6 separate regions of the Mus musculus genome follow, and all the other regions are linked to region 1. Evidence: chromatin contacts called from public Hi-C and HiChIP or PLAC-seq data. All regions are on one chromosome and are shown on one strand. The core of a region is the stretch at or near the end of the contact, and the rest is flanking DNA. Distances in the headings are between cores, read along the strand shown.

Region 1 (4,792 bases), core at 974-3,473:
TTTAAAGGCTATCTTTCCAACATTTCAACTAAGCAAAACAGAACATAAAAGAGACTCTTTAGGGACAAATGGGAAGAACAAAGGCAACTTAGAAAAGGGAGCCTTAAGTCCCTTAAGTTCTCCTGGCATGAATTTCTCACGGACCCATTCAAGAGTACCTAATTCAACGTGGTTGAAGTTGGAGCGTTCTAACCTGGAAAACAAAGTAGTGTGCCTGGGGAACACGAACTTCGCACTTGTCTCCCTAGACTAATGGCACTATAAATAGGCCATCACCTGCTCCTCTCCGTTTAGGAAGGAACCAGCCAGAAGGATTTGAATTACTCACAAACAGAAACACTTAGGAGGAACACGTTTCCAAAGGACAACTGTGATGTTTTCTTGCCAGCAATGTGAAAGTGAGGTGAGGTCTTTAAAGACTGTTGGCCCCGCCCGTGATCCCGCCCCCCTTCCCCAAATCTCTCTTTAAGTTCTTTTTGGTCTTATAAGTAGGGACAAGCAAGTGCGGCAGGGGTGGGGCTGTCGTCTTCTCACACCTAGGCTACCAGGATCAAAGGAGCTCCCTGCTTGGCCTGCTACTGGAGAGGGCCAGTGACGTCATAGTCTGCCACGTTGGATTATCTTTCCTTACCTCATGGAACTCAATCAGAAAACAGGACCCACGCTCGTGGGGGACATTTAAAAAATTGTACCGTGACTGAAACTTTTTCCTCCCGATTCATAATGTGAGCGCCATATGGTTCGGATATATAAAACGAATTGTCAAATACCTAACAGAGTTTCTGTGTCCTTGAGGCAGCGTGAGCTGAATCTGCTTGAGACTGGTGAAAACAGGCATGTCTTTACATTCTAAGCTCTGGGAACACCGTTCAGCAGAAACATCCCGCATTATCCTCTAACCACACAACTCACGAGCTGATCCAGGCCTCGGACAAGACAGTCTGCACAGGCAAATCATGGTCAGGGGGAAAAGTTTGAACCACACTGAAGAGAAGGGAGCGCTAAGAGGAAGTTACCGCCATCTACAGATTTCCTTACAGGGCTCCAGGGAGCCAGCCTGAGATTCCTGACTGAAAATTATGAACCAGAAAAACTGACATCAGCTATTGAGCTGCGTTAATGCTTCTAGCCGTGAAAACATGCTTTAACCATCAGCAGGGAACCATGATCGAGTCCTGCACTTCTCTAAAAAGGGGAAAGCAGCGAGGGTCCCTTCCATTTTTAGCTCACTTATAGTCTCTGGAGATGAGGCTTGGGCATCTGCTCAACACTCCATCACTTTCTCTCTACATGGCTAAACACGAAAAGATTCAAAAGCCAAGATGCACAACATTATCTGGTTTTCATTTTCGCTGTCATGAACTGCTTTCCCAAAGCACCTTGTTTTTTAAGAGTTAAATGATGCCCAGACCAAACTCAGAGAGGAGAGCCGGGGGCGTTCCGCGGACAGGGATGGGAGGCAGCTAGCGCGCCAAGGAAGCCTGAGGACTGCCTCTGCTGCGGGCAGCGGCGCCGGGAGAAAGCGCAGAGTTGGCCACGGGGCGCAGAGATGCTGAACCCACACGCCCTGCCCGTCCACCTGGAGCAAGCCCTGGCAACTTTATTTTGGGCAAAGCCTTCCAAGGAAACTTTTCCTCTGTCCACAGCTCTCGCCCTAGCCAGGCCGGCCTCGGGCAGGGCACAGGGGTGAGGAGCAGCCTGGGGCGGGACACGGTCGCCTGCGCGGTCCCCTCGGAGCCACGGGGAGGCCACTCACCAGCCCGAGCGCGAAGAAGACGGCGAGCAGGGCGAGGCAGGCGCCCATGACGATGAGCAGCAGGAAGACGATGAGAGGGTGCTGCTGGCTCATGCAGTAGTAGGACTCGTAGAGCCAGTCCCGGGACCGCTGCAGCCCCTCGCCGCCGCCCGCCGCCGCTGCTGCCGCCGCCTCGGCGCGGTCCCGCAGGTAGCGGCGCCGCCGCATCGCCTCCTGCCACATCGGGGCGGCTCGCGGGGCGCCCGCTGTGCGCGCCCTGCCCGGGCAGCGCCGCTCTGTGGTCACCTACCGCCTGCCGCCCCCGCGCTTCGCGACCCGCCGGCTGCCCGCCCGGAGCTGTGCTCAGGGGCCTCGGGCGCGGGCGGAGCTCGGAGCCCCGGGCTGGGCGCGCTGACGCGCGGGCGGGGGCCGGGGGCGGCCTCAGGGCAGCTCCCGGGCGCCGCCGCCGCCACCACCGCTCGCGAGGGCGGGAGCCACCCGGCCCCTCGGCCCGCCTCGCCCCACCCCGCGCGCAGCGCACCGGCCTCCGCGCAGGGGCGGCGCCGGCCCGCGCCCACCACCGCCCCCCGACGGCCAGGCTGGGCTCCAGAGAAAGCTTCAGACCGAGTCCTTGCCCTCCAGCCTGTCGCAGGCTGCACAGTGGGGCGCCTCCTCCTCTCGCTTTTGGACTCCAGCCAGGCAGATTGGGGCTTCAGCCTTGTTCTCCACTACAGCAGAGAACAGCCTGAGGGCTACTGTTGGGCTCCTGGAGTCTCCCACCTGACTGCCAGAGTCCCCACTGCCTCTCCATGATCTCACAAGGCAGCAGTGTAAAAGGCTGCCATGCTTTAATACCCCCCAGCCTGGAGAGGGGGTCCCATATCCCTGACCACCCCTCTTTAGTATGCCTACTTAGCAAAATGTGGCTTCTTTCTCACTTTCTCTATTGTAATTTGACTCCCAGTACAGAGCAGGAGTTAGGACCCTCCAGGACTTGTGGGAGTCCTTTTGAAAGAATGGCCCCCACGAACTCAATTACACAGTGACTGGAGACACCTGTGGTCCTCAGGCAGCGGGCCTCTCCTTTTCTCTGCCTTTGCTCTCCGCGCCTTAGAAGTACCCTATGGACCTCTGTGTTTGGCATCGCAGATCTCCCCAGAACCCTTTCAGTCAGACAGGGATGGCACAGAAGTTGGAGCAAGGAATGAGAATCATCCTCTGTGGGCAAGGTTGGCTTGGGAATCACTCATCCCATGCCGCTTGACACTCTCGGGGACCAAATGCACGAAGCATGACAGACCTAGCTAGATCCTCGTGGACAGGCTGGGCAGGCATTTCGTGGTTGTGACCTCAACCTTTGTTCTTTCTAGATGACAGGACTAACCACTGACCTTCAAAAGACTGCTTCTAGAAGGTTCCTATTTTCCTGTCCTTCCATCCAAAGAACCCACAAGCCATTTTTCTCCCCCAAATCATTTTCTAAGGAGTCCAAAACACAACACCGCCTCAAGAGCTATTCCACATTCTCTGTCAGCCCGGAACTGCCTTAGACCTTTGCATGTTCCCTGACAGCAGCCTGCCTACCTGAGTTGCAAGCCAGCCAGCATGAACAGGTAAGCTGAATAACTGTGTGACTCTCAAATGCTGGACCTAGGCCATGCACAGAGTCTCAGACCCAGGGATTTCCAGGGATTTTATTTTTGGACCCAGAGAGTGAAGACACAGCTGTGTTCTCAACCTCGATAGAGGGCAAGGATGGAGTTAATGGGAGAGTTGACTTGAAATCCAGGACATCCCAGCTTTCCTCACCCAGTCCTGGAGGAAATCACGATGGATCCCTAATAGTGAAACCAAGCTTGTCATGGAGCCTCCCTGCCCTGCTTGACCTCTGATAAACAAAACCTCACCCTTTACCAGACATTTCTATGGAGCCTCAACTTCTCCTGCAGGCTCAAACCCTCTGATTGACTGGGCCCTTTCTTCTGAACCAGCAACCATAAATTTTAAGGTTGTATAGGTGTTTAGACATCCCGAAAGCAAGCCTCAACAACAAATAGCACTAATGAATAGAACTTATAAATAGCCAGGGCTGATCCACTCGCAGGAAACATGGCTAAGTAGGCTGTGCAGATTCTATGTGCAGGACTGTCTAGGTTAGGCAGAATTGTGCATTTCCAGTCCCTCCCTGCTAGGGAAGTTCTGTTACTCACCTCCTCTCCAGCTCCCATTTCCTCACTGCTAGCACTAAGAAGCATTCTCCTTCACCCACACGAGAAGGAAGAAAAGACAATCAGTGATCTAAGTATAAAGGGTGGGGAAGTGTAAGACCTATGAGGGAACAGCAATGCTTAAGTACTTTCTTTTCTCTAGCAGAAAAGAAAAATGTATTTTAACATCCGTTGTCCATCCATGACATATGTGGTAAGAAACTGCAGCTCAAGAGATTTTGTTAAAGTAATCTTAAAATATTTTGTAAAAGTGAAATAAAGACAAAAATCTAACTGGAAAGACCCTGCATGTGCCTTTAGGGGGTGTTTAGTGTCCCACTCTTCCATTTAATTAAACAAATATTTATTTTGTGCCTACCATACATGCACTAAATGCTGATGGGGGGGGGGAGTATAGACAGCCTGGGGCCATTGGAGGTGTTCCCTGTGTCCTTAGAAAGACAGAGACCCATGGAAGCAACCAGGAATAAAACCCAGTGTTCCTCTCTGCTTTGCTCTCCCTCTCCCTCAATGGAGTCACCACACACCAGTCTTTGGAAGGAAGCACCATGGCAGTTAAGGTGGTGTCTGCCTCCTCTGTGGTCGCATCAGGACTTGTTGTTCTGTTTCGTTTGGGGTGTTTATTTTTTATGAGAGCCTCTGTCAATGTTTCACATGCAATACTAAAAAGAAAAAAAGTGAACTATTTAAAATGATTGTTATTCTGTCAGTGTTTTGGTATCCATGGGACCAAGAATCTTTTACAAAGTTTGCAACAGTTCTTATTTTTGAAAGGGAGGCAAAAGAAGAGGAAAGATAACCCCTAAGCGGTGTGAGACAAAATGAGAAA
Region 2 (4,792 bases), core at 1,174-3,673, 430 kb after region 1:
CTCACAAACACTTGAGTTGGGTTCTTCCCTCACCACACCCTGCTGGGTGGACACAATGAGACAGTCTGACAGCCCAGCAAGGGAGCCTTACCACACAGCAGATGGTGCCTGCACTTCTCAGGTCCCAGGATGGTGGAAAATCCGAGCTCTGTCTTCTATCACAGCTGTCTGTGATAGCTAATCTTAACTGTCAATCTGATTGGATTTAGGATCAGCCAGGAGGCACTCTTCCGAGTGAGTCTGTGAGGTTTCCTGAGGGGTCTACTGACAGCCATCCTGGATGTGGGTGGTACCATCCCATGGGTCAGGGTCCTAACTAAATACCAAGATTCATCTCTGCCCAGGACCTCAGTTCGTCCTGCCAAGCCTCCCTCCCAACACAGGGACTCTCCTCAAGTGTAAACTCTTCCTTCTAAAATACCACCCTGTGGGTATTTTCCCACAGCAATGGGGAAAATAACTAACACCCTGTCTAAAAGGACCCAGAGCGCCGTGGTGAACTGTATGTCTCCTTCTGTAAAGGGAGAGACACAGGCATGATGTCACCCTGTTCAAGACAGGGCAAGGGCCTAGAGCATAACACCCTCTTCTGGCCCCCACAGGAACTGCCACATGATACGCCACAATCAGAAACATACACATAAATAAAAATTAAATTAAACTTCATACCAAGACATTGTCTGATGAGGGTTTTAAAGCCCATGCTCACAGTGACACACCTACTCCAAATAATGCCACTGTGGTGGTTTATATATGCTTGGCCCAGGGAGTGGCGCTATTTGGAGGTGTGGCCTTGTTGAAGTAGGTGTGTCACTGTGGGTGTAGACTTTAAGACCCTCACCTAGCTGCCTGGAAGTCAGTATTCTCCTAGCGGCCTTCAGATAAAAATGTAAAACTCTCAGCTCCTCCTGCACCATGGCTGCCTGAATGGTGCCCTGCTCCTACCTTGATGATAATGGACTGAACCTCTGAACCTGTAAGCCAGCCCCAATTAAATATTGTCTTTATAAGAGTTGCCTTGATCATGGTGTCTGGGCCTTGATTCTTCACTGTCTGCTGTAACTTGACTCCTGGGCTCAACAGAAGAAAACCAAAAACCCCACTGGTCCTTGACTTCTGCTGGCTGCCTGCTGTCACCACTACTCTGGCTCAAACACCTTCCTTCCCAGGAGTTATTTGATGTTTGTCCTGACGTGGTGGCTGTGCCTCTTTCCCTCTGGACCACTGTCTTCACCAGCTTTACAAACATTAAGCCTCTTGTAGGACCCCAAGAAGGAGCCCCCCCACTCAAGTCTCGGGACACATGGTTACCCAAAGAAACACGAGAGACTTCCTTGATGCAAAAGCACAAGGTAGCTTTAATGGCGGAGCTCTGGGTCAATTCATATCTCACAGGAGACAGAGGAATCGACCACGAGGCTTGGAAGCTAGGGGTTTTTATAGAAAAGGGGTGGGGCTGGGGGAGGAATTGGTGGGGTTTCACATGATTGGTCCATTTAAACATCAGCAGCCTGTTAACATTTAACTTAGGTCAGAAGGGTGGGAGATAGGGAGGTGCCGGGCCAGTCCGGACATGTAACAACAGGCCTGCCCGGGCATGTCCTGGCCTGTTCTGCTATGTTCTCAGCCCCAGGTTTCAAAGCCCACAAACAACTCTTTGGGCTATTTGACATAAATTACATGAATCACAGGTCTCAAGTTTTATTTCCTTTCACTCTCTCAGTCTCTATGTGCACAGCTCCTCACCTGGGACCCAAACAAGCCTGGGTGAAACCTCCTGATATCAGTAATAGCCAGAGGTGCAGCTGAGCTCACGGCACCAAGTCCACCCATGACATCAGAAACTAGAGACATTAGCACATGTCACTCTAGAATCCCCAGGCCTCACACAATCCACCCTTTGTACCTGGGGTTTCCTTTCCCAGGTTTCCCCCAGTCCTACCCAACCACCTCATGAGCCTCTTCCCTCAAGGTCTACTGAAGACCCCTGGCTGCCAGAAGAATCTGGCAGACTGAGCCCTTCTCTCTCTAGGAGGCCATCAGCCCTGGATTGCATTGAAGAACATTTGCAAGTCTCTCTCAGCAGGATGCACTCTCTGGAGACCCAGGCATCTCCCCAGGCCCTAGGATGTATGCCAAGGAGAGCTAGCTAACTAAACACATGCTCTCAGCTCTTGATAACTGCATCCCTGGGATGTAAAGAACACTCGCATCCTCCCAACTCATCTTATCTCCTGAATTATTCCCACCAGCAATGAGTTGCTTCTCACAACTCAGCTCCCCCCACTCTTCCCTTCGCATCCCCATGTGCCTGCCACAGCAGAGCTCTGATGAATATGGAGGAGACACAGCCACAGCCTAGGCCTGATGAGGAGAAAGAGAGGGAGCCTTCAGGCAGAACCTCTGAGGAATAAATCAGCATTAAGGGCATGTTAATCTACCCCTCTGTTAATGTATTCTGCCGTGCTCTGGCGACCCCAGCATTGTGTCAGGAGTTCTGTGAGTTATGTTCCGCAGCAGCTTGCAAACCTTGTCTTGACCTTAGTGTAAATCAGGGAGCTATAAAACTCCCCAAGGGAGCACAAAGGGAAATGAAATCGGAATACTTTGCAGGAAGGCCTGAAAAATGGGACCAGCCTGCTGTCACCCTGTCACTTACAAAACAAATCTTTCTTAAGAAAAAGATCAAGATGCACGGCAGAGTTGGAAGGAGATAATCTGCCAAATGGCTTTTACTGAAAATAAAAGACAAAGGACCTTGGAAGCGAACTCAAGGTTGACTCCAGAAAACATTTGCAGAGGAATCGCCTGCTTCAGAGTAGTAGACAGAAGATTATTGGCGAGGCTCAGCCCCAGGGTGGAGCTGTTGAGCTTTTGGGGAGCCCCACTCAGCGATTGATAGGTTTCCCCCAAAACCCCAGTTACTTCTGAGGAATTGTTATAAAATGAGCAAGTAGGGTGCTCAATCCCTCAGGCTTCCCGTGATCTCCCCCACCATCATGAATCTACCATGTTGTGATGGAGCCAGAGCGCCCTCACCAGGGTCCACCTTATGGGCTCTGGCTAGCTTTAAGACTCACAACCATGAGTGTTGCCTGTGCCCTGGACAGCTCTCCGCCTGACCCTACCTGCCCTAGGGGGTTGGGGGCGAGTTGGCGCAGAGTCAACGACATAGACTCCAGGATCAGGTGAGAAAGGCTGCAGCAAGCTCCTCTGAGCACTGCTGCAAGCTCCTTTAATACCCTCCATCCACGCCCCATTGGTCCCAAAAAAGCATATCTTCTAAACAGCAGTTCCTGGTTGGCTGGCATTATTTGCAACAGCAATCCTTGGTCTCTCCTGCAGTCCTCAATTAGGTCCTCCTGCAGGAATGCTGGTGTCACAGGCAGTCCTCAATTAGGTCCTCCTGCAGGAGATGCTTTTGCAGTTTCATGGCCCCCAGTGTTTACAAAGAGTCGGCCCGCAGTTCCTACTACACATGAGCTGAATAAACCTTCTTTCTTTAACATTACTCAGCCTCGGGGATTTTGTTACTGCAATAGAAAACTAGTTACTGTTATCCCCACACTCAACTCTTGGATCTAATATATGCCTTGATCCAATGCATCTTTTGTTACAAGAACCTGGGAGGTCACAGAACAGGACATTTATGTTTCCTTTGTGAAACAAACCATCTAGCATCTTTCCTCCGTGGTTCTTTCCTTTCCTCTGCGCCAAAAACTGAAAGCGCATCTTGTCCAGTTGCCTGAATACCCAGTCTCTCTTCCCCACTCCACTTCTGCTTGACTTTCCTTTCTCTTTCTCTCTGAGTTCCCTTGCTGTTGCTTAACCGAGACCCAGCATACTGTTTCTGGTGAAATAAATCACGGGACCTCTTATACAAATATTAGTAAGAATTTCAGGACAATGAAGGATCTTTGTGACCCCTCCAGGGATCATGTGTCAAGGACCAAAACTATGTGCAGTACTTTTTTTCCCTCCGTGTACTATGGCCACCAGCAGGAACCCCCTGATCCTTCATCGAATCTGCCAAACACATCGTCTTAGCATCACCCAGCCACTATTCAGAGAAGAGCAATGTGTTGCTTCTGATCAATTGAATCTCTCTCTCTCTCTCTCTGTGTGTGTGTCTGTGTGTGTGGTGTGTGTGTGTGTGTGTGTGTGTCTGTGTGTGTGGTGTGTGTGTGGTGTGTGAGTGTGTGTGTGTGTATGTGTGTGTGTATGGTGTCTGTGTGTGTGTGTTTGGTGTGTGTGTGTGTGTGTGTGTGGTGTGTGTGTGTGTATGTGTGTGTGTGTTTGGTGTGTGTGTATGTGGTGTGTGTGGTGTGTGTGTGTGTGTGTGGTGTGTGTGGTGTGTGTGTGTGTGTGTGTGTGTGTGTGGTGTGTGTGTGTGTATGTGTGGTGTATGTGTGTGTGTGTATGTGTATGTGGTGTGTGTGTGTATGGTGTGTGTGTGTGTGTGTATGTGTGGTGTGTGTGTATGTGTATGTGTGTGTGTGTGTGGTGTGTGTGTGGTATATGTGTGTGGTGTGTGTGTGGTGAGTGTGTGTGTGTGTGTGTGTATGTGTGTGTATGTGTGTGTGTGGTGTATGTGTGGTGTGTGTGTGTGTGTGTGTGTGTGTGTGTGTGTGTGTGTGTGTATACAGATCATATCCAGGCCATGCATATGCTAGTCAATTGCTTTACTTCTCAGGCACATCCTCAGCCCTTACCCATTCTTAAATATGGCTTCCATATTGTTGTGTCTATGGCTCCCCATACCTAGAATATATTTCACTGATCCTAATTATTA
Region 3 (4,792 bases), core at 1,326-3,825, 390 kb after region 1:
TGAGAACAACTTTGCTTTTTTTTTTTAAATTTATTTGTAGAAGATGTGGTATCCTTCTGGCTTGATACTAGTTCCCAGGGCAACATGCATAAGGGTGTGTGGGCTGAGTTTATTGCTCCTTCTTGCATTGGATTCTCTGTGATGTTATTGGTTGCTGTCTGTCACTTGGCTTCTTGGGAATACTAGGCTATTACGACTTGCAGCATTCTGCTTTCTTCTCTTTTCTTCCAGGATAGGGTCTTTCATACATGGTGCTCACATCTGCCTCCTGGCCGTGGCCCTGGCCTTGGTTCTCGATCACCCAGCCCAATACCAGGCTTCATCTGACCACAACGACCGAATCAGTTCATTGTGTGCTCTGCCTTTATTTCATTACTTACACTTTTATTATAAAATAGTCCCATTTTCATCCTCTTTGTGAGCACCTAATTGTGCCTGGGTGGCCAACCTTCTGCCTCATCTCCCTGAGCAGTTCTGTCCTATTTGTTTTAAGTGTTACTCCCCAAGGATGGGTGCATGCCACAGACTAGGCAAGCAATTTGGCTTTTCTGCAAAAGCTTGGGTGGTAGCAGCCACATCTGAGCATTCCTCAGGACAGGGAGCAGTTTATATATCTGACCCACAAATCCCCAAATGCTTCTGGTCCCTAGTACTATTCTCCCCTCAAACATGAATCCTGGCACTCTCCCTTGCCAAGTTTCAGGATGATCTTGTAAAGCAAAACTCAAGTCCACAGGACACAGATACACACAGGCTGGTCCCCCTCCATCTCCACTTACTGTGATGGCTCCACACCCTGGGTCCCCCACTTGATGATTACTCTCTCCCTTCAGCTAGCATGATTAGTTTCCCACCCCAGCACCTTAATAGTAGCTAACATGCCTTCTGGGAAGTACAAGGAAATCAATGCAGCCCTGTGGGCAAGCAGTTTGATTACCGACCTATACAGGACGACCTACTAAGTCTGCAAGTTGAAAGTAGACTATCGCCCAGGCTGTACCAGCCCAGGCCTGTCTGTATTACAGCTCCAACCTCATCCTCGCCCAGTCTTGTGAGGAAGAGAAGAAGGGGCCTGGTCTCACCTGAAAGAATGTAATCTATTGTCCCCAGCACGATCTCTCTCTTCCTCGTGTGGAGAACAAACACTTTGTCTTCTCAGGTTTCTGATAAATTTTATTTCATTTTCTCAGCTGAGCTTGGTGTGCTTGCAGCCTCTTTTGACTCTTTTATTCTTTGGCTGCTAAACTGTGTATCTGAAAGGAAGTCAGTGACTAATGGTTAGTTACCAGTCTCTATCCACAGTTAATGTAAATAAAGAAACCTTGGAACACCGAGTAAATATTGATTTTCATGGCCAAAAAAAAAAAAAAAAAAAAAAAAAAAAAAGCATTTGTGGCTGGCAATATAGTAACCACAGAGTTAAACTGGGAAACAAATGAGTTGGTTTGTTTAAGCATTAACACATCCATTTACTAAATACTGGTGGTGAGCTTTGGCACCCAGAGTGTGGGGGCAGCCACAATGGAATTTCTGAGCTTGGATGCCTCTATATTTGCTTCCCAGGCATCATCTAAGTAAGGTGCTGGGTGGGGTGGTGTTACCAAAAGAGTATGAATGTAAAGATTACAGCCGTGGATTCCATCATTTTCATAATTCTGCCATCAACCCGTTTTTCTTTCTCTCCTCAAATCTTCTTTTTCAAAAATCCTCCTTTTGGAATTAATATATAATTACATCCTCCTTCTCTCATTTTCTTCCTCCAACCTGTCCCATGCACTTGACCCCAAGTTCAAGTGTGTGTGTATGGGATGGAGGGAGGGTATTCCTAAGAACATACTGCGTGGTTCATACAATGTTATTTACTTGTATGAATATGATTTCCATTCCTAGCTGATGTGTCAGGGATCATGGCGTTAGAAGAGACAGAAAGATGGGAAAAGCCAGAGGAACAGGAAGTTCACTGCCGCATCGTTGTCTCCTGGAAATGTCTGAGAAGCTAAACCCATGGACTCTCATCATCACGGCGGCCTTCACAGACCCTGAGCTGAAAGGCACCAATAGTCCTGCTGAGGTGGACGTTAGCGTTCTCCTGGGGCCTCAGACCTAGACAAAGAGCTTCAGGCAGTATAAAATGAGGGCAGGAGCGGGATGATCTCTGTGAGTATGAGGCCAGCAAGGTCTGCCTACCCAGTGAGATCATGTCTCCAAAATATAATACAATGTGGAGGGAAAATATATAAGAGTTGATAGCACAGAAACACCCAGCCCTTGCTGAGGATCACACCAAGCTTGGGGTTGTTCTGGCTGCTTTCTCTCTGGAAAGTCCACGGCTACTCGCACGGGCTTCTGGGCTTCTCTGAGACTCAGTGTGGAGAATGTGTTAGCCACTTCTTACACTGCTGCTGCTGCGAGTGCTTATGGAGTGAACACTATAGCAGTAACAATAATGGGAATACTCCCGTTACTTTTTCCACCCCCACAGAGTCCTGGCGGTGAGCCGTGGCACACTGCTCGCGTCCTTCCCCCTGAGGTATTCCGTCAGCGTTCGCCCACCCTTGGATTTCATAATCTCCTTTCTCGTCGCATTCCATGGACTCTCAAACACACACCACGCTTCACTCTCTACTCCCTTATTTTGGTTGGTGTTTTGATTTTACCGTTTCAGCAGAATTACACGGATCACTTCCTGGTATTATTTTTCTCTATTTTTCTTAGCGTAATCCCTGAGTTGGTTTTTGGTCAAAACACTCCATTTCCTTTTGTAGAGACTTATTTACTCTGCTAGAGGAATAGACAGAGAAATGGGTTTGTTGGCAATTCATCAGAATGAGCTGTTAGTTAGTCTGAACTTTTGTCAAATTAATGAAAGCAAATAGTCACATCCCCAGTCGAGAAGCTACAACCATAGGCCAAGGAGAAGCGGGACTGTTAATGCTTTCTCGCCTTCCAAGGCATGGGCTCTGAAGGACACCACCGCGGTTCAGGTTCCGTCTCTGCTGACCTTTAGTTCTGTCACTTTGGGAAATGAGTGACTTCTCAGAGCATCAGCTTCCCCAACAGGTGAGGGCAGCACAATCCCTGTCCTTGGGTCATTTCCAAAATTACATCACTAGCTAAGTGGCATCAGAGCTGATGCTATTAACCTAACGAGGACCTCATGTTGGCAATCATCTTGGTTATCATTGTATTATTAAACATCAAATATTTCTACAGGAGAGATTTGGGGACTAGGACCTTTTAGAAATTTAAAACCACATCATAAAAATTCCCACTCTGACCCATTAGCATGAAATGGCAAGAAAATTGCATGTCATCATGAATCAGGGGTTGTCACGGAAATCGTTCTTTTAGGCTAGAAGGAAATCTCTGTTACAGAAGCAAAGAAGAAATGTCAGCTCCTCCTTGTAATGCACTGTCTGGCTACAGCGGGATTTTTTTTTCCAGAAAAAAGGAAGAATTAGCAGTGAGGATCAATAGACACTCAAGTACAAGAAAGGCTGCCCCAGTGAAGCAGACAGGTGATACCTGAGTGTCCACCTTGACCCTGGTGTTCCCTCATGACTTTCTAAGCACAGATCTTTTTTTGTTTGTTTGGTTGGTTGGTTGGTTGGATTTTTTGTTTTGTTTTGTTTTGTTTTTTGTTTGTTTGTTTTTAATTACATATTTTCTGTATTTACATTTCAAGTGTTATCCCCTTTCCTGGTTTCCCCTCCAAAAACCCGCTATCCCTTCCCCCTCCCCCTGCTTACCAACCCACCCACTCCTGCTTCTTGGCCCTGGCAGTTCCCTATACTGGGGCATAGAACCTTCACAGGACCAAGGGCCTCTCCTCCCACTGATGACCAACTAGGCCATCTTCTGTGACATATGCAGCTAGAGCCATGAGACCCACCATGTGTTTTCTTTGATTAGTGGTGTAGTCCCAGGGAGCTCTGGGGGTATTGCTTAGTTCATATTGTTGTTCCTCCTATGGGGCTGCAAACCTCTTCAGCTCCTTGGGTATTTTCTCTAGCTCCTTCATTGGGGAACCTGTGCTTCATCCAATAGATGACTGTGAGCATCTACTTCTGTATTTGTCAGGCACTGGCAGATCCTCTCAGGAGACAGCTATATCAGGCTCCTGTCAGCAAGCACTTGTTGGCATCTACAATAGTGTCTGGTTTTGGTGATTGTTTATGGGATGGATCCCCAGGTGGGGCAGTCTCTGCTTCACACTTTGTTTCTGTAACTCCTTCCATGGGTATTTTGTTCCCCCTTCTAAGAAGGATTGAAGTACCCACACTTTGTTCTTCCTAAGCACAGATCTTAACCTGAAACAACAGGCCACTTTATGGCTCCTAAACCTTCCATCGCTACCTTCCCTTGGAAGCCCCCTTGTAAGCTGAATCCCATACAACTCATTAAAACCTGTCTATCCCCATTGTCCATCTGTCTGTCCTCCTGCCAAGGCACAGCACACTGGCCTCAGTCACAGTGTGCTGTGTGGTACTTGGTTTCTCCAGCTCTCACCTCAGCCCCATATCTTCCACATTATTCTTTGTACGGTGATGACCATCACTCAAATACCTTCACCACTGAGACCATTATTGAGACAGGGCCTCATAAGCCATAACAGCTTTAACCTTGATAAGTAGCTAAGCATGACTTGGAACCCCTGATGCTCCTGGCACTAGCCCCGGTAGCTGCTGCAATCACAGGTATGGACCACCACACTCAGCTTATAGCAATGGTGTGGATCAAACTCAGAAATTTATGTGTGTGGTAGGCAAGCATTCTGCCCACTAAATGATAT
Region 4 (4,792 bases), core at 1,436-3,935, 380 kb before region 1:
AATGTGTGTTCACTTCACCTCTTCCTCCATCACTTCTTCCAATGCTCTCCTTCCAGGACACGGTTCCTTCTCCTTCTGCTTAGGAGCAAGCACAGTGCAAGTGGCAGGACAATCTGGGCACACGCAGACACCAAACAGTATGCCACTGGGTCACAGGAACTAGTCTGCAAGGGCTCCAGAGGGTGGGACAGAGCACGTACGTAATCAAGACGAAGGGGAAGGGCTGCAGTCAGAAAGTGCGTGGTACCTTCCTGCAAGCACACGCTTCTTGTCAGGAAGAGACAGCTTCTCAGGAAGCCAAGTTGCTCTGAGAAAGGGACCGTGACATCTCGGTGTTTACAAAGTACGTCTTCAGGTCCCCTTTCCCCTTCACGTTGATGATACCTCGACATGTACACGTGTAGCCAAGCGTCTGCAGGATGAGGCTTGTCTCCTCAGTCACCTACAGGCCACAGAAACACAAAGGGATTACTTTACAAGGCAATGTAGCCCACTTCATACAGGGTCAAAGTCTTCCTGTTTCTGCTTCCTATACAGACAATGTGGTACATTTATACAATGGAGTACTACTCAGCTACTAAAAACCAGTGAATTCATAAAATTCTTAGGCAAATGGATAGAATTAGAAAATATCATCCTGAGTGAGGTAACCCAGTCACAAAAGAGTACACATGGTATGCACTCACTGATAAGTGAATATTAGCACAAAAGCTCGGAATACCCAAGATACAATTCACAGACCACATGAAGCTCGAGAAGAAGGAACACCAAAGTGTGGATGTTTCAGTCCTCCTTAGAAGGGGGAACAAAATATTCAAGGGAGGAAATACAGAGACAAAGTATGGAGCAGAGACTGAAGGAAAGGTCATCCAGAGACTGCCCCACCTGGGGATCCATCTCATATACAGCCACCAAACCCAGTCACTAAAGTGGATGCCAAGTGCTTGCTGAGAGGAGCCTGATATAGCTGTCTCCTGAGAGGCTCTGCCAGAGCCTGACAAATACAGAGGTGGATGCTCACAGCCAACCATTGGACTGAGCAGAGGGTCCCCAATGGAGGAGTAAGAGAAAGGACTGAAGGAGCTGAAAGGGTTTGCAACCCATAGGAAGAACAACAATGTCAACCAAGAACCCCCAGAGCTCCCAGGGACTAAACCACTAACCAAAGAGTACACATGGAGGGATCCATGGCTCCAGATACATATGTAGCAGAGGATGGCTTTGTCGGACATCAATGGGAAGAGAGACCCTTAGTCCTGTGAAGACTTGATGCCCCAGTGTAGGGGAATTCCAGGGCGGGAAGATGGGAGTGGGTGTGTGGGTGGGGAGGCACCCTCATAAAAGCAGGGGAGGGGGTATGTGATGGGGATTTCCGGAGGGGAAACTGGAAAAGGGGATAACATTTCAAATGTAAATAAATAAAATATCCAATAAAAAAATAGAAAAATCCCATTCCTGGGAAATTAATAGAAAAAGATGTACCAGAGAATATTAGCATCAATAATGCTTAATTTACTGCTGGTATAAAAAAAAAAACCCTGAAAAGAGCAAAAATTGCCAAGTAATGTTCAAGGTTAAAACACCCATGGCTTATGGGGAAGGGATAACTAACATTAAATACCTTGGAAAACCTTACGGAGACACACTACTGTAGAAACTTCCTAAAGTGTATACATGTTTTGGAGTTTAAATGAGTTATCCTATAATGTGGGGGTCAGGGTGGGGTGGCGGCAATACCTCTCTCGGACACCATAGGCTATCAAGTAAAAGCCTGTGTCAGGTATGGTTACCTCTTTTTGAGTTGGTGGCCAGTTGGGTCCTGGAGAAAAACATTACAGGCTACTGCCACTGCTCTTGGTTACCTCACAGAACCCGATGGTGACATCCTGTTATTGAAAACACCATATACTTGAGTCACAGGGCATGGGGGAATATTTGGTACAGACCTGGAAGCTTCATCCCTTCTGATTAGGGTTCATCATATTGGAAGATTCTAGGCCTGATACTAGTGGAGGAAAACAGCCAACAATCGTACTTCCTGATGAACCTGCAGGCAGCAATGACTGGCCTAGCAAGAGTCTCCTACAAGTACATAAACCACAAGACTGAATCCACACTAAACTGAGTCAAATACCTGTGGCTGGAAAGGTCACTAAACTGAGTCAAATACTTGTGGCTGGAAAGGTCATAGCCCAATGGGACACATTAATACCACCAGTCTGCTGAATGGATGTGGTATACATTGCTCCCTAAGCTCTTATGGGTCTACCTATGAGTTAATGGATCTCTCAATGTTAATCAGAAAAGCTTCTTTTTCACTCGGTGACAATTAACAGAGACTGGAAACTGGCCAGCATGCAGAGAATAGGAGATCGTGAACTGCTCAGCTCTATACAGTCTTTCTCTACCACACCTTTTGCCCCTGAGGCTGAGGGATCTTCACAGAAGAGTGGATGGAAAGATTGTGCTGGCCAGGGGCAGTGGCTAAGCAGAGTGAAAGCGTTCAATGGACACAAGAGGGCAGCTTCATACAAGAATGTGACTGTGCTGTGTCTGCATGTACAGTATCTGTGTAGGGAAGCCACACCGCGTTCAGAATGGAAGAGGAAACTAGGGTGTTCATCCCTAGCTAGCTGAGGAGCTGCTAGGGGGAGGAGAGCCAGTTTCCTGAGGGGAGCCGTATACCTGACCACCAGTAGATGGCCTTATACTCATGCACATACTAGCGGCATGAGGTGGACTCTGTGGGGTTTAAAAGAGAAGGGAATGTGAAGCTGGAAGAGAATGGTTTATGGAATTTTCAATCATAAAAAGATGGCATTTCTGTCACATTTGGAGCGAGAGCAGGCTGCATCCTAGGAGAAAGGAAGCCTACTCTGTGCTCACACCAGGTTCTGAGTCAGGACAGGCAGCAGCTTGCAAACCTTCTCGGTCTCCACAGAGATCTGTCCTAGTTCCTCCTCAGGCAGTCTGTGGAGGTGCTCCACCTGTCTGAGATGCTCCACCTGTCTGAGATGCTCCACCTGTCTGAGATGCTCCACCTGTCTGAGGTGCTCCACCTGTCTGAGGTGCTCCACCTGTCTGAGATGCTCCACCTGCCTGAGATGCTTCACCTGTCTGAGGTGCTCCACCTGCCTGAGATGCTCCCCCTGTCTGTGATGCTCCCCCTGTTTGAGATGCTCTGTCTGAGATGTACTGGATCACATGGAGTGTTAGTACAGAAGTCCTGAAGAGTCACACAGGAGACACTGACATGTTGCACAGTGACTGGTAACACATATACTTATGTACATAATTAAAAATAAAAATGAATTAAGAGACAGACTTTATACCCTTTGCTGTATGGTATTTCTTATTTCAAATATATGGATGGCCAACGGCCTCCCACATTCCCTTCTATGCCGTTCTATGTCATTCATTTTCTTCCAAAATCTACAAGAGACTGCCTTTGTCCTTTGTGGGCCACTGTTTGGCCATGTCCACACCTAGCTTCTTCCATCTATCCCCTTAGTGATTTCATACTACCTTTATTGCCTCTGTCCTGTGGGCACTGCCCATACTCACCAAAGACAAATATTCAAAAAGACAAATAAGAAAAGAAAAACTAAAAGGTACGGAGCAAAGCAGGCAGGCCAGCATCCTTGTGCTCTCTGCAAGTGGTTGCAAGCCTCTACTCAGAGAGCCTTCTGGGAAGGCAACACCCTATGGCCTCATCAAGGACTGACAATCTCTCCCACCTCCTTTTGGGTGGCTTCTGATGCCAGGTCTCCACACAAGGCTAGAGACGGAATTTAAAACAAATTCCTTTGCATATCACAATTTGAGTGACATTTATATTTCTAGCATTGCTTGGGAAAGAGAAAGTGCAGGTCCAAAGCTTCTACAGAACAAAGGTACTGTAACATCCCAACCCTCCAGTATAGCTGGTCTTAGCCAAGACAGGACCAAGGGCATTTCTAGCATATGGTCAAATACATGAACACACAGTTAAGCTCTCTGTCTCTAAGTGTCTACTTCATATCTGCCTACTGTCATCCCCCCAGTCTCTAATTGCCATAAGAGAGTTCAAGCAACGACTAGAGATAATTATTCCCGATGAATGGGATCACTGTGTGTGGCTGTTGGGGTACCCCCTCCAGTGGACCTTGAATATACAACAGATGTGACATTTCTCTAACAGCTAGGATAGGTAGAGAAGATATGCCTAGGTAGAGATACTTCCCACAGTGTTCAAAAGCAATCTTGTATAAACTTCCCTTTCTGGTCTGTGAACTCGCTTTTCATCATGGTTCAAAACATTCCCTGTTTTATTATTTTGTCATAATTGTGACCACACAGCTGTGATGACCACAGCACACCTCTTGTCCCTAATGCAGTGCTGTTCCACAGTGTGTGGGCACTGGGCGATTGATATATTCCCTGCTGTAGACACAGTACATAGCTCAGCATGTGAGTGGAACTAGGAATTAAATGAGCCAAGATACCAACTCTAGGGGACACAGCTGCCTTGTGGGTAGCTTCCTGCCCATCTTTTGTACTCTCTGTCTTGACTGGTAGATCACTGCTCAACTACAGAACTGGAAGAATTCCATCACACTTCCTATAACAGATTTTTTTCTCATTATCTTTAGAGCAATCTCTACTCTTTTCCCCAACCCCAGAATGTGATTAGTGCGTTTTTAATTAGAGTTACTGTAGCCATGGCTGAAATTGATTAAATGAGCAGTGGGAACACTAACATGAATTGATTTTATTTTTTTAGTTGTTGCTTTAATTTGTCAGATATTGTCTT
Region 5 (4,792 bases), core at 627-3,126, 340 kb before region 1:
TTCAATGTCACTGCCCTCATCTGTGAAAGGGATGCACATTTCAAACTTCTGGGCCGTTCTGGATACCACATCAGATTTATACACCTGGCACATAGGCTGGCCCACAGCACTCTCATGGTAAATGGTGATTTCAGTATTAAGTGCAGGGTGACGTCAGATATTTATATACCCAGCACATACACTGACCCTCTGCACGCTCTCCCCAAGTGGCCCTAGTGATTTCAGTATTAAGTGTATGGTGACAGTGGAACAAAATGGCTAGAAAATTGGAAAAAAATGGAGATCAGTAAATTTCACAGAAAGGAAAGTGTGAAAGGTAAGGAAGGGTAGATCCCAGTGGGCTCAGCTCTGGAGCCTCAGAACCCTGCAGAAAGGCAGGTATGAATTTGTGCTCTTCCTTCTGGATCACACCTGCAGGTGTGCATTTGTGCTCTTCCCTCTGGATCACACCTGCAGGTGTGCATTTGTGCTCTTCCCTCTGGATCAGACCTGCTGACCCTGTTAAGAAGCTGAGCTCAGCTACCATGAGGAGGTCTCTATTTCTCCATGAATTACTAGAAGGGCATAGGGCTGCTTTCCGATTTTATCAGCACTGATTTTTATGACACGGAGCTCAGGCAAATGTGTCTAAAGGCACAGTTTAAACGGGTGTGGAAACCTAATAACAACGGTGACATCAGAGAACTTTAAACTCATTTCCTTTCTCCATGTTAACCATAAAGACACTGTGATGGGTGGTTAGAGAGAGCAGCATAGCACAGCTACCATTCCTGGAAGGTGCAGGTTGAACTTCTGCATGCTTCTGTCACCTAGTTGTTTTTAAAGCTAGGGGACAGAGACAGAAATGACAGTCCCTCTTCTTGAGCATCAATCAAACTAAGAATAAAAAGTTAAGCATACAGGTCAGAATTTTGTGGTAGTTTTTCAGCGACCCCAGACAGAGTCAATTCCCTTTTGATGTCTAGGTAAGAGACCAGCGGCCTCAAATACATGGAGACAAGGAGTCAGAGGCAGGGTCCTCATGGATTCAGAACCTGGTTGGGTTTCCATTGAACACAGAGAAAGCACACATACAAGCCACCAGGGATGCCATTCTGGAAATGCCTCCCACTAACGCTTCATGAATGAGGTCACAGAGGAAGGGGTTGACACCATGGTCCCACCTGACTTTCATATCTTCCAAATGACTAAATGCAGCAGTGAACTGGGAGTGGGATATCTGGAAAGCAGCCGAATGAAGGTTTGCTCTCCTTGTTGATCTTTGGAGGATGACAAACTACAGACCCCAATAAACCTTACAAAAAGCAGTACCGGGAGACCCTGGAGAACACTGTCCACCGGTAAGTGGAAGCCCTTTTATGCTGTGAATTTCCCCATCTATTCAGGAATTACTGAATTTTCTCAAAATGTTCTCCCCCAAACATCTTTTATTGAGTAAGCAAAAAGGACTGCCAGCGGCTACTGTTGGCCCTCCTCATGAGAGAACCTCTGCAGACAAATGATGCTGGGACTGCTGAAATCTGAAATCACATAGAGATCTATTCTTGGGTTACTCCTTTCTTCAAGAGTGTGTGGATGGGATGGGCAGGAAAGACGTAGAGAAAATAAAGTCCCGGATATACTCCCAACAGTCCGGTCCTCTGTGTAGCTGGCTCACTCCGCCGATTTCCTGCTGCAGCTGCAGCATGGGCACAGTCACCTAGTGGCTCCAAACTGAAGCCAAGCTGACCTTGGAGCCGTACTCCTCTGAAACCGAGGCTCTTCCTCGTCTCTTTCCAGCTTCCAGCAGTTTGCTGGCCACTTTCCGTGCTCTCTGACTTGACGATGTATGTTGTCACTCTGGGGTCTGACTTCATCATCACTGGGTGACCTCAAGCTCTTGTGTGTCTGTCTTTTCACATGTGATCTTAGAGGAGTGCAGTCATCCTGGGCTAGAGGTCATCTTCCTCTTGTTTGATCTCATTTTAATTTAATTTTATCTTTGGCTGTCCTATTTTCTCATAAGCTCACATTATGAGGTCCTTGAAATTAAATTTTCAGTGTATCTTTGTGGGGGCGGTATCATAATTTGAATCATTGAATGGGTTTGAACTAATTTTATGTAAAATGATAGTTCAAACTCTTTCAACTCGTTTGTTGTTTCTCTCTGTTCCACCTCTCTCTCTGTCTCTCTCTGTCTCTTTGTCTCTGTCTCCCTGCCTCTGTCCCCTCTCTCTCACACACACATCATGAAGATAAAGCCTTTTTGATCTCTTCTATTTTGGTGGTAGGGTGTCAGGTAACAGTATTACTGAATTGTGAAGCCAGAAGATGCAGCCAGTGTAACTGGAAACATTTCCAACAGTGATTTCTAATGGAAATTTCTAATTTCTAATGGTGATGTGTGTTTTCTTTCTAGCCATAAGTAGACTCTGGGGACTTGAGCCCACATATTCCTGAAGTTATACACTAATATGCAGCTATGTGACCGTCTGCCTGAAGCTGTTAATTAGCAATCATTCTGACCCTCAGAACTCAGGGATCCAAATGAACAAAAAGTCCTGATAAGTGGGGTGAGAGAGATGGAGGAATCCCTTAGTGAACCAGTGTCTACCTGAAGGGAAAAGGTTCTGATGAGGTAGACAGGACATTCTCGTTACTCTGTGGAGAAAAAGTCATCTGTGTATATGGGCACACACATTATCTCACAGGCGCAGGAGATGTTGCCCTTGCTGAAGACTGAAGCTGCACTTAGATGTTGTACTGAAAAACAGAGGTTGGGCTTACAGGGAAGGTTAAGGGTTAACATGACAGAGGCTGGAAGCTGATAGGAGGGACATGGCTGTGGGTGTGTGACCACAGCTGACTATGCACTCCTACCTGACATCCTGGATGGCAATGTAAGACATCCCATCTTTATATTATATTCTAGCGTCTAATGTGGCTAATTGTAACAGACTAAATTGTAAAGCTGGTTCTAGCCAGAAACTCCTGCCTATGAGGCCCCTGCATTGACAAGGATCTGAGGCAACCAGGAAAGACTGTGGCTGCTGTGTCTTGGTGTTAACCCTCTGACATGGTACAGCAACAAGTTAATCATGTATGTATGAGAACAGAGGGAGCTGGGACATCTGGCAGCACTAAGTTTGGAGGGCAGTGGCACTGGCCACGTGACTGGCAGATAATCAACAGTCAAGGAATCCGTTCAGAAAGTACAAATGAGAGGTGGATAGACAAGGGTTTTAGCCACCCTTATCTGGGTGGGTATCAAATGCACAGACCAAGGAGTTCAACGGCTTTTCCTCTCTTGGAAACCTCGACACTGGGAAGTTCTTCTCACTTCTTGATTCCTCAAGTCTTCCCAATTTCTCATTTTTCTGTAATTCTATTTAATAAAGGTTTCTTCCATTACAGAAGAGTCTTTGCCTTTGATTTTCCTTCATCTGAGGTGCAACTTCGGAGCCACTATCTCAGGTTGGCCTTTGTGACCTTTGAGTGTTAGGGACATCAGGAGCCTGGCTCAGGCACAGCAGGCAGAGAAAGGTTTCACTGAGAAACTACTCAACATCATTACTTCTAAAAACTTCATATCTGGGGGTGGGTGGGTAGAGAGATGGCTCAGCAGTCAAGAACATGTACTGCTCTTGCAGAGGACCTTAGGTACAGTTCTTGGCAACCACACAGCGGCTCACGAGGGTCTTTCTGACACCCTCTTCTGCCCTCCACAGGTACTAGATATATACACAAAACATGCATATATGCAAGTGAACTATGCAGAAACATAAGAATAAATAAATAATAAGTTATTTTAAAATATGTTTCTTAGATGACATAATCTATTAAAAAATATCTATAAGGAACCCAATTTCTGCTGTGCCATGAACTACACACAAGCTGAGATAATGTATTCTCAGGTTGCTGGTGTCTGGGATAACTCAGAGGTCTTCTCCCTAGGGTCCTCATCAGGAGCCCATGGCTTATAAAGAGGCCAGTGGACCAGAGGTGTGGTTTAGTGGTAGAGAGTTTAGCAACTGCAAGGTCCTACATTTCTGTCCAGCAACACACACACACACACACACACACACACACACACACACACACACACACACACAGAGTGAGAGAGAGAGAGAGAGAGAGAGAGAGAGAGAGAGAGAGAGAGAGAGAGAGAGAGAGAGAGAGAGAAAGCAGCAGCAAAAAGATAATGCCTCTGCCCATCACTTACCCACATAGCATTCAGGGCTGCCAGCTGACTTATCAGTTGGCATCAAGTCTTTTGGCTTTCTCTTTTCTATACCATTGTATTATGACATATTTATCTGGCTTTGGTAACAAGAGGCTTTTGAGTGTTCAGGAAGCTTTAATGCCAAATTAGGCAGAAATAAAAGCTTTTCACATTGATGTCATGAGGGTGAATCTGCTCACTGCCCTATGCTCAGCTCAGGACATGGAGCAAATGATGGGGGTCAGAAGTCAACACTGCCCAGAACCAAATGTAAAAAAGCAGCCCAGAAAACAAGCTGGACTCAAATGAAAAAAGAGACAGCCCATGTCCTGTCAGAGCAGCTTCATGTCATCTGGATGTGAGGGATGGGGAACTGGACGACGGACATGGTGGTCCTTCACAGTGCTGGCAGGCTGTCTCAGGAAGGTGGTATATTGGCTATGTATGACCACGACTGCCCTCTTAGGATGCTACTCCTCATCTTGAGTCCTCAGTGTCTTTATCTAGGTGAGCCAATGGCTGGTAGGAGGCTTAGTGACAACAGTTCAGATAGGGCTGCAGCATTCCCTAGAAGTGGTGCCAAGTGACAGT
Region 6 (4,792 bases), core at 1,204-3,703, 290 kb before region 1:
CTGTAAGCAGGAAAATGTTGGGTCCTGTTTCTGTAGCTAGTCTGTTAGTCTATGTCTATTTGTTGGGGAATTGTGTCCAGTGATATTAAGAGATATTAAGGAAAAGTAATTGTTGCTTCCTGTCATTTTGTTGTTAGAGTTAGGATTCTGTTCTTGTGGCTGTCTTCTGTTAGGTTTGTTGAAGTATTACTTTCTTGCTTTTTCTAGGGTGTAATTTCCGTCCTTGTATTGGTTTTTTCCCCGTTATTATCCTTTGAAGGGCTGGATTAATGAAAAGAAATTGTGTGAATTTGGTTTTGTCATGGAATACTTTGGTTTCTCCATCTATGGTAATTGGGAGTTTTGCTGGGTATAGTAGCCTGGGCTGGCATTTGTCTTCGCTTAGTGTCTGTATAACATCTGTCCAGGATCTTCTGGCTTTCATAGTCTCTGGTTAGAAGTCTGGCCTGCCTTTATATGTTACTTGACCTTTTTCCCTTACTGCTTTTAATATTCGGTCTTTATTTAGTGCATTTGTTGTTCTGATTATTATGTGTCAGGAGGAATTTCTTTTCTGGTCCAGTCTATTTGGAGTTCTGTAGGCTTCTTGTATGTTCATGGGCATCTCTTTCTTTAGGTGTGGGAAGTTTTCTTCTATAATTTTGTTGAAGATATTTGCTGGCCCTTTAAGTTGAAAATCTTCATTCCATTCTACTCCTATTATCCGTAGGTTTGGTCTTCTCATTGTGTCCTGGATTTCCTGGATGTATTTTTGAATTAGGATCTTTTTGCATTTTGCATTTTCTTTGATTGTTGTGTCCATGATCCCTATGGAATCTTCTGTACCTGAGATTCTCTCTTCCATCTCTTGTATTCTGTTGCTGATGCTTGCATCTATGGTTCCTGATTTCTTTCCTAAGATTTCTATCTCCAGAGTTATCTCCTTTTGGATTTTCTTTATTGTTTCTACTTCCATTTTTAGATCCTGGGTGGTTTTGTTCAATACCATCACCTGTTTGGTAGTGTTTTCCCGTAACTCTCTAAGGGATTTTTGTGTTTCCTCTTTAAAGGCTTCTAGCTGTTTGCTTGTGTTTTCCTTTATTTCTCTCTTTAAGTCCTCCATCATCATCATGAGAAGTGACTTTACATCCATGTCTTGTTTTTCTGGTGTGATGGTGTATCCAGGACTTGCTAAGGTGGGAGAGTTTGGTTCTGATGATGCCAAGTAACCTTGGTTTCTGTTGCTTCTGTTCTTATTCTTGCCTCCTGCCATCTCTCAAGTGCTTGCTGCCCTCGATATATCTGATTGGAGCTTGTCCTTCATATAATCCTAGTTGATTCAGGACTCCTCAGAGTCCAGCTTTCTCTGTGATCCTTTGATTGTGGGATCCTGTGAACCTGAGATTCTAGGTGTATCAGAGTTCTTTGCAGTCAAGCTCCTCTGAGACCCTGAAATACTGGTGTGGCCCAGCTCCTGTTATCCTGGGATCCTGTTGTCCTAAGATCCTGGGTGTGTTACAGTGCCTGGAAATGGTGTCTCCTTTGAGGACCTTGGAGCTGTCTGGTCTGTTCGGAACCAAAGTAAACCAGAACTGATCAAAAGGAACCTGAGCCTCTGTCCAGGAAGGGCTCCAGTGTCCTTGTTCCTGCTGTCACAGGCCTGTCACAATTGGATTGGAACTGATGTTGGATTGGAACTTAGGATCACCAGTGATCCTAAGATCCTGTGAAGAGTCCTCTAGGGACCGTGGGGGTGTCTGCTGACTCCTTGCCCAAGGTGACCCGGTGCTGGTGCAGACCAGAAGGGACTTGTGCCCCTGGTTAGGCTGGTTTTCTGCTTCCTTAATGCCATCTCAGGTCCCTCGAGATTGGATTGGAACCGATGTTGTGTTCCACTTACCAGTGATCCTAAGATCTCGTGGAGAGTCCTCTAGGGACCGTGAGAGTGTCTGCCGACTCCTTGCCCAAGGTGACCCGGTGCTGTCGCCAACCAGAAAGGGTTGCAATCTCTTTCTTAACTGAAAATTATGAAGCATTTTCCCCCTCAGTCTTTTGTCTTCCTTGGGGATTTTTTTTTAAAACAACCATTCATCTTTCCAGTGATCGACAGCCCCTGCATCACTTAGGATGTAGGTAATATAGAGGTTCACCTAACAGATAGATGCAGGAAAATGAACTTATGCACTCGCCAGTGGCGCTGTGCCCCAGTTCCCTGGGCGATCATGACTCCACGACAAACTTCTGCTCCCTGGCAGCCCTAGTGGAGCACACACATTTCTCTCACATACCAGCTGCTTCAGGCCTGGTACTAGAAAGGAATTTAATTTGTTGGCATTTTTGAACGGAAGGCTGATCAGCTGACAGTGGGAAATTTCACTGAGGAAAAATTTTTTTTTAAGCAGAGAAGAAGGGCGCCTTGGGGGCCCATGCCTGCTGATGCTAATTTGTAAAAAAGGAGGAAATCTGGTGGGAACCTCTCCAAAACAGGGGAGACAGCTGAGGAACTGTGTGCATGAGTAATGCCCTGGCTGGCTATCACTCCTGTGAATGCCAGGGTTCTGGCTCAGTGCCCAGGATGAAAACCTTTGTTGTATAGAGGGGAAGATAGTGCTTGCTTCTAATTGCTAAGCATCTTTATCAGGAAAGGGTGCCACTCAATCTGAGCAGGTTAGCTGCCCACAAATCCTGGCTGCACTACACAGGATAAACGGCAGTACAATATTGAATCCTGGTAGATTGAAAATGCTTTTTTCTTTTCTTTTTTTGGCTCCTACAGAATACGCAGTGACTAGAGAAAATCTATTTCAGAATATATATATATATATATATATATCCATTTATAATAAGAAGGATGAATTTCCTAAAACTTCCTTTAAGCTATAAAACAAAAGTCATCTTCTTTGGAGACAGCCATATGAAAGTAAGTGTGAGAGGAAGGACCCTTTAGGAATTAGGATGGCAAAAGCAGTGGATAGAGCTCAGGGTATAGATCCTGTAAGCAGAACAGGAATCTGTGTTCTGAGCAACCCTGCCTTGGCTATATGTGGGGATGTGACTGGATCACCAGTCTGGATGCTGCTCCTGTCTGTTGAATGACATTGGAACCAGACCTCGGGTGTCATGGTGGAGGTAGACCGTTTCTATCCCCCAATTTTGGTGCATCTCCTAAATGAGGTTAGGTTATTTCTTTAGAGGGAGGATTGGTACAGAATCCTTTATTAGTGCTCAGTCGATGCCCATCAGGGATCACTATTTTCCCTTGTCAAAAGACTGGAACCTATTCCTGTTCTTGGATCGAGACCTTGCATTTTAAGTTACTCCAAAAAGTTAATCCAACCGGGCCTGTCAATCACCTGACATGGAACCACTTCTAAGGCAGGCGGATTCACCTTGAGCCATGCTGAGGTGATAGAAGGAATAATGTACTTTCCCTTATCAGACACTCTGCCCTCAGAATTGTCACTTGCTGAGGGCTAGGCTAAGCCTGCCTGATTTTCTGAATTACTTGGCAAAGTGTAAGTTTTTCTTTTTTCCATCTCTTTCTTTCAGATACGTGCCATAATCCCAACCTTTAAAGAAAGAGTGAGGGGGCACCTCTCTCTCTGTCTCTGTCTCTCTGTCTGTCTCTCTGTCTCTGTCTCTGTCGCTCTCTCTGACATTTCTACCATACAGTTGCTTACAAATGGCACAGGTTTCCTCTCTTCTCCCTTTTCCATTATTTTCCTGTAGGAATCCTCTCAGATTTAGAACTTACCTGTGATGCTTTTTTTTCTTTCAAACTCTAATAAAACTTTCTTCAAGACTGTCTCTGGGTCTGTTATTAAATTCTCTTACTAATGAGTCTAAGAACACTGAGATGAGACTCCAGTTCCCCCAGTTACAATATAATGCTTTTTGTCAGTTGGTTAGAACCTGAAGGACTCTATCCTAAAAGACAGGACTTGCATGGCTCACATTTCTTCCTGTGTTTCACGTCTCTCTTAAAACCAGCTGGAAACTGACCTATGACAGTGGGTAGATTTAAGATGAAAGAAGGGTGCATAATTCACAGAACTTACAAAAAAATGAAGGAATGGCATTTGTAGAGCAGGTGTTCATCTTCATCCCATGACACTGTGTATGTACATATGTGCACACAAACATGTGCAGCGGTGCTTTCCTCTGCATGTGTGCTGTGGCGGCCTGAAGTTGACACCAGGTACCTTCCCCTATTGCTCTCTGCCTTATTTTTCAAGATCAAGTTTCTCATCTAACCTGAAGCTTGCCATTTTGGCTAGAATAGTCGACCAAAAAGATCCCAGGATCCACTTGTCTCTGACCCCATCCAGCGCTGGAGGTGCAGGATGGGTTGCCAGACTGATTTTTCTTTTCTTTTTTTTAAACCGTAGGTGTTAGGGCTTTCACGTCAGTTCCTCATGTTTATTATTTGAGCAGTTTATCACTGAGACATTTCATAAGCCCCAACAATGGTGTTAAAGTCAGAAAGGGCACTGATTGGTTTGAAGATGCGGCATAATAGCAGGGCACTCAACTCACATGCATAAGGCTCTGGGTTTGGTCCCTGATATTGCAGGAAATCAGAACACCTTGCACCATCAGATCAGAGAGTAATTTCTGGCTTTCCTTGTAGAAATTATTCCCTGATCTGATAATGTTCAGTCTCAAGAATTGAGGCCGATATGCTTTATCTACAAAGAGCTCAATTGCAAGGTGTTATTATCACATGGCCACCAAAATCCACATTATGTCTCAAGTACTGTGATATGAAGAATGGCCCTCTGTTTGTAAAAGTACATGCTTGCACATCCTTCAA

What was found. A called contact is a pair of places that touch in the nucleus more often than the background predicts. HiChIP or PLAC-seq counts read pairs in DNA pulled down with a chosen protein or histone mark.
Region 2: an H3K4me3 HiChIP or PLAC-seq map of neural tube shows a contact between it and region 1, with 7 times the contacts expected there. The contact joins the enhancer-like site here to the promoter of Adcy2 in region 1. A contact is called at or near these places in 2 of 39 promoter capture datasets (both in embryonic stem cells), 6 of 115 datasets of contacts at active chromatin or transcription factors (craniofacial prominence, differentiating embryonic stem cells, embryonic basal ganglia and 3 more) and 3 of 9 other capture datasets (adipose tissue, liver and pancreatic islet).
Region 3: a Hi-C map of muscle stem cells shows a contact between it and region 1, with 7 times the contacts expected there. The contact joins the enhancer-like site here to the promoter of Adcy2 in region 1. A contact is called at or near these places in 3 of 39 promoter capture datasets (embryonic stem cells and neural stem cells), 4 of 484 Hi-C or Micro-C datasets (cortical neurons, embryonic stem cells, liver and 1 more), 7 of 115 datasets of contacts at active chromatin or transcription factors (VIP interneurons, astrocytes, craniofacial prominence and 4 more) and 4 of 9 other capture datasets (adipose tissue, embryonic stem cells, liver and 1 more).
Region 4: a Hi-C map of cortical neurons shows a contact between it and region 1, with 3 times the contacts expected there. The contact joins the enhancer-like site here to the promoter of Adcy2 in region 1. A contact is called at or near these places in 4 of 39 promoter capture datasets (cranial neural crest, embryonic stem cells and hippocampal neurons), 20 of 484 Hi-C or Micro-C datasets (adipose-derived mesenchymal stem cells, cerebral cortex, cochlea and 11 more), 7 of 115 datasets of contacts at active chromatin or transcription factors (VIP interneurons, astrocytes, embryonic basal ganglia and 4 more) and 3 of 9 other capture datasets (adipose tissue, embryonic stem cells and macrophages).
Region 5: a contact with region 1 is called in a Hi-C map of muscle stem cells, with 2.8 times the contacts expected there. The contact joins the enhancer-like site here to the promoter of Adcy2 in region 1. A contact is called at or near these places in 2 of 39 promoter capture datasets (cranial neural crest and hippocampal neurons), 2 of 484 Hi-C or Micro-C datasets (cerebral cortex and muscle stem cells), 3 of 115 datasets of contacts at active chromatin or transcription factors (embryonic forebrain, forebrain and neural tube) and 2 of 9 other capture datasets (adipose tissue and macrophages).
Region 6: a Hi-C map of cerebral cortex shows a contact between it and region 1, with 5 times the contacts expected there. The contact joins the enhancer-like site here to the promoter of Adcy2 in region 1. A contact is called at or near these places in 1 of 39 promoter capture datasets (hippocampal neurons), 5 of 484 Hi-C or Micro-C datasets (cerebellar granule neurons, cerebral cortex, forebrain and 1 more), 3 of 115 datasets of contacts at active chromatin or transcription factors (SST interneurons, astrocytes and embryonic forebrain) and 2 of 9 other capture datasets (adipose tissue and liver).

What each region holds. Positions count from the first base shown.
Region 1 is chr13:68,997,318-69,002,109 of GRCm38.p6, forward strand. Adcy2 (adenylate cyclase 2) reads right to left here and starts at 2,224. Exons shown (of 25, transcript NM_153534.2): 1 at 1,757-2,224. The coding sequence starts at 1,978. It overlaps Gm35161 (a long non-coding RNA gene), which reads left to right and starts at 2,228. Exons shown (of 5, transcript XR_873632.3): 1 at 2,228-3,348.
Region 2 is chr13:69,427,373-69,432,164 of GRCm38.p6, forward strand. No RefSeq gene overlaps it. Among named protein-coding and RNA genes, the nearest start is that of Gm35514, 34 kb to the left of the region's middle. Within about 2 kb of position 2,424, at least 24 of the 459 cell types and tissues checked have an H3K27ac peak or open chromatin away from gene starts, as enhancers often do. A contact at or near this core is called in neural tube, where this site is marked.
Region 3 is chr13:69,385,601-69,390,392 of GRCm38.p6, forward strand. No RefSeq gene overlaps it. Among named protein-coding and RNA genes, the nearest start is that of Gm35514, 7.6 kb to the right of the region's middle. Within about 2 kb of position 2,576, at least 3 of the 459 cell types and tissues checked have an H3K27ac peak or open chromatin away from gene starts, as enhancers often do. A contact at or near this core is called in muscle stem cells, where this site is marked.
Region 4 is chr13:68,620,431-68,625,222 of GRCm38.p6, forward strand. Adcy2 (adenylate cyclase 2) reads right to left here. Exons shown (of 25, transcript NM_153534.2): 25 at 1-442. The coding sequence ends at 290. Among named protein-coding and RNA genes, the nearest start is that of Gm34903, 19 kb to the left of the region's middle. Within about 2 kb of position 2,686, at least 14 of the 459 cell types and tissues checked have an H3K27ac peak or open chromatin away from gene starts, as enhancers often do. A contact at or near this core is called in cortical neurons, where this site is marked.
Region 5 is chr13:68,658,400-68,663,191 of GRCm38.p6, forward strand. All of the region lies in intron 18 of Adcy2 (adenylate cyclase 2), which reads right to left. Among named protein-coding and RNA genes, the nearest start is that of Gm34903, 57 kb to the left of the region's middle. Within about 2 kb of position 1,877, at least 1 of the 459 cell types and tissues checked has an H3K27ac peak or open chromatin away from gene starts, as enhancers often do. A contact at or near this core is called in muscle stem cells, where this site is marked.
Region 6 is chr13:68,705,133-68,709,924 of GRCm38.p6, forward strand. All of the region lies in intron 14 of Adcy2 (adenylate cyclase 2), which reads right to left. Among named protein-coding and RNA genes, the nearest start is that of Gm34903, 100 kb to the left of the region's middle. Within about 2 kb of position 2,454, at least 41 of the 459 cell types and tissues checked have an H3K27ac peak or open chromatin away from gene starts, as enhancers often do. A contact at or near this core is called in SST interneurons, cerebral cortex and forebrain, where this site is marked.